Regions from separate parts of the Mus musculus genome. Here regions 2 and 3 are each linked to region 1. Evidence: chromatin contacts called from public promoter capture Hi-C data. All regions are on one chromosome and are shown on one strand. Each heading gives the region's core, a stretch centred on a gene start, on an enhancer-like site or on the middle of the called end of the contact. The rest is flanking DNA. Distances are from core to core; before and after follow the strand shown. Region 1 holds the start of Lgals2 (lectin, galactose-binding, soluble 2). Region 2 holds the start of Apol8 (apolipoprotein L 8). Region 3 holds the start of Apobec3 (apolipoprotein B mRNA editing enzyme, catalytic polypeptide 3).

Region 1 (3,045 bases), core at 186-2,685:
CGCTATGGTGGGGAGCCCCCTATTTTGAAGTGGTTTGTTCCAACAGTCCTAGGGAATAAACCTATCATCTAGTCCCCAGAGAGTGTCATGTGGTCCCATCTCATACACATCAGGGAGAACCAGCTGCCCGAGAGAGGGACATCAACTTGTCCAAAGTCACACCAGAAACTTCACAGGAGCCAGATCGGAACACAGGCTCTCGAGAGTGTGCCAATACTCTTGCAATATGTAGATATTAGCCACCTATGGTTTCATCTTGAGCCTCAGTTTCCCTCCCTCCATACTTCTCTCCCTCCCTTCTTCCTTTTCTCTTTCTCTCTTTTTTCTTTCTTTCTCTCTCTCTCTCTCTTTCCTTCCTTCCTTCCTTCCTTCCTTCCTTTTCTTCCATTCTCTCTCTCTCTCTCTCTCTCTCTCTCTCTCTCTCTCTCTCTCTCTCTCTCAACAGGATCTCAGTATGTAGCTGGAACTCATTATATACACCAGGCTGGCCTCAAACTCAGAAATCCCCCTGCCTCTGGCCTTTGAATCCTGGGCTTGCCAGTTGCGCCGTCACATCCAGTTTATGCAGTGCTGGAGATCAAACCCTGGGCTATATGCATGGTGGACAAGCACTTTACCCACTCAGCTTGTTCCATGCAGTTCCTCTGGAAGCGTGATATTTTCTGGTGCTGGAGTTCCAACCCAGGGCCTTGCACTGGCTAAATCACCGCACATGCTATATCGTTGGTCTGGGCCCTTCCCCCAGCCCCTGCCCTACAACTCTCATCTTTATGAGACTCAGTAGAGGTCGGCAGTAATAATTAATACGACTGTTGCTGTCCTCAAAGAGGGAAAGGAAAGTTCTGGCCCTGAACTTGGTGGTGACAGAGAGACAGACAGCTTCAATGCTAAGGGTTTGAGAGATTATCCACCAGTTTTCTTCTTTTAGTTTTAGAGACAGGGTCTCTCTACATAGCTCTGGCTATCCTGGAGCTCACTCTCTATAGACCAGGCTGGTCTTGAACTCAGAGATCCTCCTGCCTCTGTCTCCCTAGTGCTGGGATTAAAGGCATGTGTCACCAGCTTGGCAACCCAGCTTTCTTTTTGGTTCTCCGGGAGAAACTGACACAAAGAGAAGGGTGGCAATAATGGACCCCAGAAGCCGGGTGGTGGTGGCACTTGGGAGGCAGAGGCAGGTGGATTTCTGAGTTCAAGGCCAGCCTGGTCTAAAAAATGAGTTCCAGGACAGCCAGGGCTACACAGAGAAACCTTGTCTTGAAAAAACAAACAAACAAACAAATAAATAAACAAACAATGGACCCCAGAACCCCCCAACCCACACACTCTAGCAAAGACACATGAGCAGAAGGAAGTGGGTGCAGAGGGCCAGCATCCTCACCGACATGGTGACAGCTCCTGGCCACAGCTCTCCCAGTTGCTCCTAGAGGTTTGTGCTCAAGGTATCCCCTCTTGGTCAGGCTTATAATCCCAGAGTATTACACATTAACCACCCCGAGGCCATAAATAAGGACTTTGGACCTTTATCTCCTAATATCACCCGGTCTGTATATGCAGGCACTCACTCAACAAACAGGAAGATGGCTCCTCACTCACTCTGACTCGATCGTGAGCATCCCTCTGGCCCCGCTTCTGGCAATTCCTACCAGCCTCCGTGGTCAGTACTCCACAAAGCCCAAGGGAGGATGCCCTAGTGCCACCCCCACACAAACCACAAACACCCCGATCTTGGCAGGCCATCCAACCTCTTTGCTGAGCCCAGCTCCTACAACCACAAAAAGACAGGCTGGCTCTGTTAAAAGATGTCCAAGCTTCTAATTTTCAGTGTGTCTGTGAGTCATTCAAAGACTTTTTTCTCCCTTCTCTCATCCATGCTTTTTCTGATTATACATATAATTTGTTTCTTTTTTTTTCTTCTTGTGAAACAGAGTCTGACCATTTAGCCCAGGTTAGCCTTGGACTCTCTATTCTCACACTTCTGCCCCAAGTGCTGGGATTACAGGCAGGAAACACTATATCTGGCTGCACACATTTTGCTTCAAAAGTGGTAGATTCACATCTAGGGCCAGTGAGATGGCTCGACGGATAAAGGTGCCTGCTGCCAAGCCTAACCACCGGGGTTTGCTTCCCGGAGCTCACATGATGGAAGGAAAGAACCAACTCTTGCAAGGTGTCCCCTCTGACCTCCACACATGGACCATGGCACATGTGCACACACAAATAAGTATAACTGAAGTGCTTAAAAACGGGCGGAAGAAGATGCCAAAAGTCAACTATTCTGCGAGGGCTGGGTGGTTCAGTGGTGTGCTGTATCCTCAGGATGCATGCCCTGTGGCTTCCATCCCTGGCACCATGCACAAAAGAGCTTGGTTCTGCTGGGACACAGACCAAACGTGCAGGAGGGAACCCAAGGGTTCGGGACACTGGGGGTTTCTGTCCTTCGCCCTTTATGCCTATGAATTTTGTGGTAGTTGGGGTCCATATACACAATTAGATACTGTCAAGAGGAAGAAACCTGACGTAGTTCCTCTGCTGGGAGGGAACCTGTGCTGCCCGTCCTTCCAGTGGGTTTGTACCACAGACAGGTCTCTACAGTTGTTTATCCTACTTCATTTGGGAACACTGAGGCTCACAGATCTGCACTTCAGAATCAGATGTCGCTGGCTGTGAAACACTCCAGCTCTCCAAGGCTTAGTTTATAGAAGCCATGTCCTACCTCTGAGCACTACTTCATCTTAGTCTGCCCCATTAAAAAACGCTACTCCCAGGCTGGAGAGATGGCTCAGTGGTTAAGAGCACTGACTGCTCTTCCAGAGGTCCTGAGTTCAATTCCCAGCAACCACATGGTGGCTCACAACTATCTGTAATGGGATCTGATGCCTTCTTCTGGTGTGTCTGAAGACAGCTACAGTGTACTCATATACATAAAATAAATAAATAAATCTTCTAAAAAGAAAAACGCTACTCCCTCAGCACCCCCAACAAGCTCCCCAGTGCACATTCCCAGAAACAGAACTTTGCCAGAGCTCTGGACTGGCAAGCCATGGA
Region 2 (3,045 bases), core at 324-2,823, 1.1 Mb before region 1:
CGGTGACCCCATCTCAATGTAGAGGGAAGACCACGAGGCTAGCTAGCATCCCCAGTCTTCATACCAGCACGTGAACTCTGGCTATTCTGAGCCATGTCCCTCCCCCGCCCCTTGACTAAGCCTGGGTCCCTTAAACTCTAGCAGGCTATCCTCCTGTCCGTGTGCAGCTTCCCATCCACAGCAATGCCTGTGCCCTTCAGGGTACAAGTTCACCACTGCCCAGGGCTCGCTTTCTCTCTCTCTTTCTCTCTCTCTCTCTCTCTCTCTCTCTCTCTCTCTCTCTCTCTCTCTCTCTCTTTCTCTCTCTCTCTCTCTCCTTGCTTCTGCAGGGTCCTGAATCTAACCAGGGCTTAGAATCCTGCCACTTCCTGCCTTTGTTTCAGTACTTGCTCTGGGCTGCCCATCTGCCATCGCTAACCATGGAACCTCACGTCATAGCCAATCCTTTATGTAGACAGTAGTGCAAAGGACATTCTCCTTTAATAGAACTTTGTCTGCCTTTCAGATTACCTCTTCAAGATCTGTCTAGAGGTCTGGCAAAATGGTACAGTAGGTAAGGGTGCTTGTGGCTAAGGCTGATGGGCAGAGTTCAATCCCAGACCCTCATAATGGAAAGACAGAGCTCACTCCTGCAAGTTGTCCTCTGCCTTACACACACACACACACACACACACACACACACACACATTTGAAAAATAAGTCTAGGCTGCTGTGGTGGCACATGTCTTTATGCCAGCACTCTGGAAGCAGAGGCAAGTGGATCTCTGTAAATTTAAAGCCAGCCTGGTCAACAGATCAAATTCCTGGCCAGCCAGGGCTACACAGTGACACTCTATTTCTAAAAAATAAAAACAAAACAAATAAAAGAAAAAGAAAAAAGAAAAATACAAAAAAAAAAACCTTAAAATAACTAACTTACTTTGTAGGCAGAAAGCTAAAAGTAGTTCTGTCCCACTGGGATGGTGTGTGTGAGGGCACAGTAAGAATTGTTTCTGGTGGTATTTTCCAGGCACACAAAGGCCTGGCAGAAACAGCAAGAGGCCTGCAAATGTCCCCCAGTTCACCAGATGAGATGAAGTGGCCTTTACACGTGTGTCTGTCCCTTTTCTGTCTTCACTGTCATTTTTTATACTGCCCAGCTCTGCATGCACACAAGGTACACTGAGAAAAGTTTGGTCCAGCAACCCATTATAGGGTTAACTACCACAGGGTTAATTTAACCAAGACTTGCCTGGCTCCCCTCACCTCTATGGAGCTCTGTCAAGGCACCTACCACCTGCAAGAGCAACAAAGGGGAGCATGTCTCAATATCTTCTCAGATGGTTCATTAATATTCTTTCCTTTCATAAGCAGATAAAATCTTCTCCATTTTGTTATTGTTGTCATACTTGTGACTACTCACTCCCCACCCCCAGGCAAAGACGTTCATAGGCAAGGAAAAGTCCCCAGTCTCCATTCTTTGGCCCCTCAGGAAAGCCTTGCACTGACCTGGTCCTGTGCTGCAGCTGGGTGCTGATGTGGGCATGGTAGACCTCTTGATGGGGGCTGTGACTCAGTTTACAGAAAGGCTGTTCTGGGAAGGACTGCCCTGCCCTGCCCAGGCCTGCCCTGCCCTGCCCTGCCCTGCCCTGCCCTGCCCTGCCCTGCTCCTGGCTGGCTGTGCAGCCCTGATAGGAGCCCTCTTCTTCCCAGCTGGAACCCGAGCAGAGTTGCGCAAAGCAACCCTCCAACCCCATCCCTTCTGATGGTTTCAGGGCATCCTCAGAGCAGGGAGGGAGGGAGGGAGGGAGGGAGGGAGGGAGGGAGGGAAGACACCTTGCTCCTTCTAAGGGGTCCTTGATGATCTCTCAGGGTCAAGTTGAATCCCCTTTAGTCAGCACTCCAGGCCTCAAGCCCACTGCAGTCTCCCCCCTCCCAACCAGCCCCTGCTTCTATCATACATACACCTTCAAGTCTATCCTGCCTCAGTGACCATGACACCTCCGTGTCTTTGCTGTGGCTGACCCTGTAGTGAGACTTTCCCACTCCACAATGGGACACTCCTGTTCTTTCTGCCCCTTCATCTTCCCACAGTGGCTGTGGCACCTGGCTCCCACTGTAGAGACTCTAACCCCACCCCACAGGTGGGCAGTGGCCTTGGGGGGGTCAACAGCACAGGTGATGTATCCATCGGTTGAAAACACAGGTTCCTGGTGGGCAGAGTGGAGACCCATGCTGGCCCATTTACTCTGAGACTGAAGCACTAAGTGGGACCTTAAAAGGCCACATTGGTGGCACAAACCTAGAATCTCAGCACTCAGGAAGAAGCTTAGATGAAAAGATGATAGGTTTAGAGCCAGACCTGGCTATATGGGGAGACTAGAATTTCTACGGAATTAGCCTGTGCGTTTCTGCACACTCAGAGTCTCTCTCTCTCACACCCAATGGTCTACTCAGTGATCTTAGGATTGCAGAGCTGGTATTGCTCTGGGGATGGTGTTTGGCAATGTGCCCCTCTTAGTCCCCACACCTTGTGTCCTTGCCTATCCAGACACCCAGGACAGCTCCTGCTTTCTGCCTTCATCCCTCACATACTGATAACAGGAGTCAGGGGAGATGTGAGCCTGTGATCCAGCTGACTAGTCTGCCCTTGGCAAATCACCCCACTACTGACTGGGCCCTCAGTTTCCTCGCCCCCCATAGGCCCTGAAACAGAGTGATGCCCAAAAGGACAATTGGATGAGAGCTTTTGGGCTGTCCACATCTTTAGGAGCCAGATTTAGTCCCTGTCAGACAACCAGGGAGGCAGAGCCAAGATTCAAACTAAGATAAACATTCTGACATGTGGCACTCATAATCCCCCTTTTTGCTTCTGGTAATTTTGGGATCATTTTTTTTCTATAATTTCCCTTCCATCAAGTTTTCACACACACACACCCCTTACCTGGTACCAATACCAGGATTGATATTAATATTAACTCAACAGCCAAACAAAAGTACTTCAAGGTGCAGAACCAGGTAAATTCCCCTATGAGCCAGAGAGCAGTAACGGAGACCTTCTAATCA
Region 3 (3,045 bases), core at 299-2,798, 1.0 Mb after region 1:
CACTATGACCCTTGTACAAGGCAGTCGTTTCCAGGTTCACTGATCGATTAAAATTCCATCCAAGGCACTTCAGGAGACATCCCATCTCTCTTGTCAGAGGATAGAGGACAGGCTGGAGAGATGATTCAGTGGTGAGGTAAGAGCACCCAGGGTCAGTTCCCAGCACCCACACTGCTGCTCACAACCATCTGGAACTCCAGTACCCAGGGACCTGGTGCCCTCTTTTGAATGGTATATACACATAGGTGCAAACAAACACTCATACAAATACATGTAATAAAGAAATAAATACAGTGACTGGCGCTATTTCTTTCATTCATTTCTTATAACAGTTTGGGCACTTGCTAAGTTTCTTACATAAACCACATTTTATCTTGCCAGCATCCCAATAAGGTAGCTTTTTTAAAATGCCCATTTATAGATGAAGAATATTAGACTCAGGATGTTAAATAAATCATCAAAGGCCACATTAAGAAAGAGACAGAATATCTTGGCTGCAGGGCTGGTATTATTAGCACTATGTCCTCCTTTGGATCTGAGTTTGGTGCATTTTCTGGATCTACTTTTGTTATATTTTCTTTTTATATGTGTCTACTTCCGACTGAAGTATTATTTCCCATTAGTGCTGTTATATTGTGTCCATTTGTTTTCCAAGACAGTAGAAAACTACACACACTCCCTCCCCCACCAAGTTCAACAAGTTTGGCTTTGTAAAGAAATAAGGATAGCCTTCCACCAGATGGGGGCGCTGTGACACGCTCGCCCTACAGGAACTGGCTACTGTGCCCAGAGCCTCTGTGGAGAGCACCGTGTATACCTGCACACGTGTATCCCAAACCACTGGAAGATTACTTGACTCCGTGTGCATTCACTCCTCCAAAGAACGCTAGCTGAACCTCAATAACCAGAAGCGTGCACTTGCTACATTTGACTGGTCCACGCTACTGCCCTCGAGAGACACAGGTCTGTGAGAACAGTAAACTCATTTCGGTCTCCCTCATCTGCAGGGAAACAAGCTTGGATGACGGGCTCTGATACCAGCTCGGCCACCTGCTGCTGGCTGATTCGGAGCCATCAATGATCCATTTTTGTGCTCCCCGTTGATCTCAGTCTAGCTCCACACCTGGGGCAGTTGGGAAATTAGAGGTGAAGGGTGCCAAAATCCAAGCCACAATTAGAAATGCGAAGCCAGGCTGTCCCCTCCCCTCCTAAGCCGAAGGGAGAAAATGTAAGGGTCCCCACTCCTTAACACCTACAGAGTCAAACCCTTGGTTCAACTGGCAGCTTTGGCTGCAAGCTCGGCACAGGATGGTCTAGGCAGGTTGGATGGAGACGCCTGGGGCCACCCTTGGGGCGTCTGTCCTACCCTCACCGCGGTCGGCATCAGCTTCTCTCTACCATCAGTTAGTTTCCCTTTCTCTTTGCGATCCCCGCGGGCCGCTGTACAGAGGAGCAGGTCTCTGCCAAGCCAAGGGACAAAGAGGTGGGCAGGAGCCTTCTGGGCTTGATCGCCTAGAGCCCTCCCATTCCGGGAGCTGATGCAGGAAGAAGGTGGGGCCTGCATTCACTTGGCCCGGGAGGTCAGTTTCACTTCTGGGGGTCTTCCATAGCCTGCTCACAGAAAATGCAACCCCAGCGCCTGGGGCCCAGAGCTGGGATGGGACCATTCTGTCTGGGATGCAGCCATCGCAAATGCTATTCACCGATCAGGTACCGCTGGCCCCGCTCCTCCAAAATTTTCACTGCAGTCTCTTCCTGGTGGCCCCCATTTTGCTGTATACCGAGCCTCTCCTCTAGGTCCCCAGCTCCCGATTCCTCTCTCACATTCTCCAGGATACTCCGTAGCTCCCACTCCCCTCGAGGGTCCTTGTTCTGAGCCGCTTCGGTTACCTTATAGCTGCTTCTAAACTGGCCACCCTGTACCCCTCTCCACGTCACCCATATTTCTTCCTGTTGAGACTTCTCAGTCTGGGGTTACTCGCCTTTGGGTCTTCATGCTGATCCAGGGCTAGGCTGGTCTGGGCTTCAAATTTTAAAGAGAAATCCATGGAAGCAGACTTTGGACGACCATGTATGGAGAACTTTCGATAGATGTCCTAGAATATCCGTGCTGTTTTAACCCAACCTCAGGGGATACTGGGAGAAGAGGGGACCACTCTCTAAGGCAATGTGAACCACCTTTCCAGAAGTAGCCACTCTGAGCTGGGAAAGGGAAAGGGTAAAGAGAAATTCCCCTAACACACCCATTGCCTGGATGCTTGTGGAGACTTCTCGGAACCACACCAGTCAGCTAAGAGAAAAAGAGAAATAATAGGGGGCGGGGTTGGCACTGGAGAGAGATGGCTCAGCAGTTAAGAACCTTTGTCACCTTCCACAGAGGACCAACTGCTACCAGCAAACACATGGTATGGCTCACAACCACCTATAACTACAGCTTCTGGGAATCCAAGGCCTTCTCCTGACCCCCAGACATGCACATATTAATTCAGAACACATACACATATGTATACATGCCCAATGGCAAGAGATGTGAGTGGCCGGGTGTGGTGGCGCACGCCTTTAATCCCAGCACTCGGGAGGCAGAGGCAGTCGGATTTCTGAGTTCAAGGCCAGCCTACAAAGTGAGTTCCAGGACAGCCAGGACTACACAGAGAAACCCTGTCTCGAAAAAAACAAAAGAAAAAAAAAAAGAAAGAGAGAGATGTGAGTGTATTTTAAACCTACATATAAGAAGAAAGTTATACTGCCTACTCCCTTGGGTGACATTCTGATTTTTGTCCCTTCTCCTGGTGCCTGTGATGTCGGTGGAGGCCACTGTCCCGTGGGCAGCCCAGCTGCAAGTGGTGCGTGCATGCGTGGGTGTGGTGGAAATGCAGGCTTTAACTTCAAAGCTAATACTTTTACCCGCTGAACCATCTCCCTGGCCCGTCTTTCGAACCAATTCACCTCACCCTGAGCAACTTTGTCCTGTCCAGTGATGGATAGACCTGTATAGAGAGAGGCGACAGTCATATCACAGAATAGCATGTCTTCAGTCTTCAACAG

The links. Promoter capture Hi-C pulls out the DNA fragments that hold promoters and counts their contacts.
Region 2: a promoter capture Hi-C map of liver shows a contact between it and region 1, with 2.7 times the contacts expected there. The contact joins the promoter of Apol8 here to the promoter of Lgals2 in region 1. A contact is called at or near these places in 3 of 39 promoter capture datasets (liver and neutrophils) and 1 of 9 other capture datasets (liver).
Region 3: a contact with region 1 is called in a promoter capture Hi-C map of liver, with 2.6 times the contacts expected there. The contact joins the promoter of Apobec3 here to the promoter of Lgals2 in region 1. A contact is called at or near these places in 1 of 39 promoter capture datasets (liver) and 1 of 115 datasets of contacts at active chromatin or transcription factors (pancreatic cancer cells).

What each region holds. Positions count from the first base shown.
Region 1 is chr15:78,854,094-78,857,138 of GRCm38.p6, forward strand. Lgals2 (lectin, galactose-binding, soluble 2) reads right to left here and starts at 1,436. Exons shown (of 4, transcript NM_025622.3): 1 at 1,379-1,436. The coding sequence starts at 1,384.
Region 2 is chr15:77,753,700-77,756,744 of GRCm38.p6, forward strand. Apol8 (apolipoprotein L 8) reads right to left here and starts at 1,574. Exons shown (of 4, transcript NM_001081970.2): 1 at 1,489-1,574.
Region 3 is chr15:79,890,860-79,893,904 of GRCm38.p6, forward strand. It overlaps Apobec3 (apolipoprotein B mRNA editing enzyme, catalytic polypeptide 3), which reads left to right and starts at 1,549. Exons shown (of 8, transcript NM_030255.3): 1 at 1,549-1,710. The coding sequence starts at 1,658. D730005E14Rik (RIKEN cDNA D730005E14 gene) reads right to left here and starts at 2,279. Exons shown (of 1, transcript NR_030675.1): 1 at 1-2,279.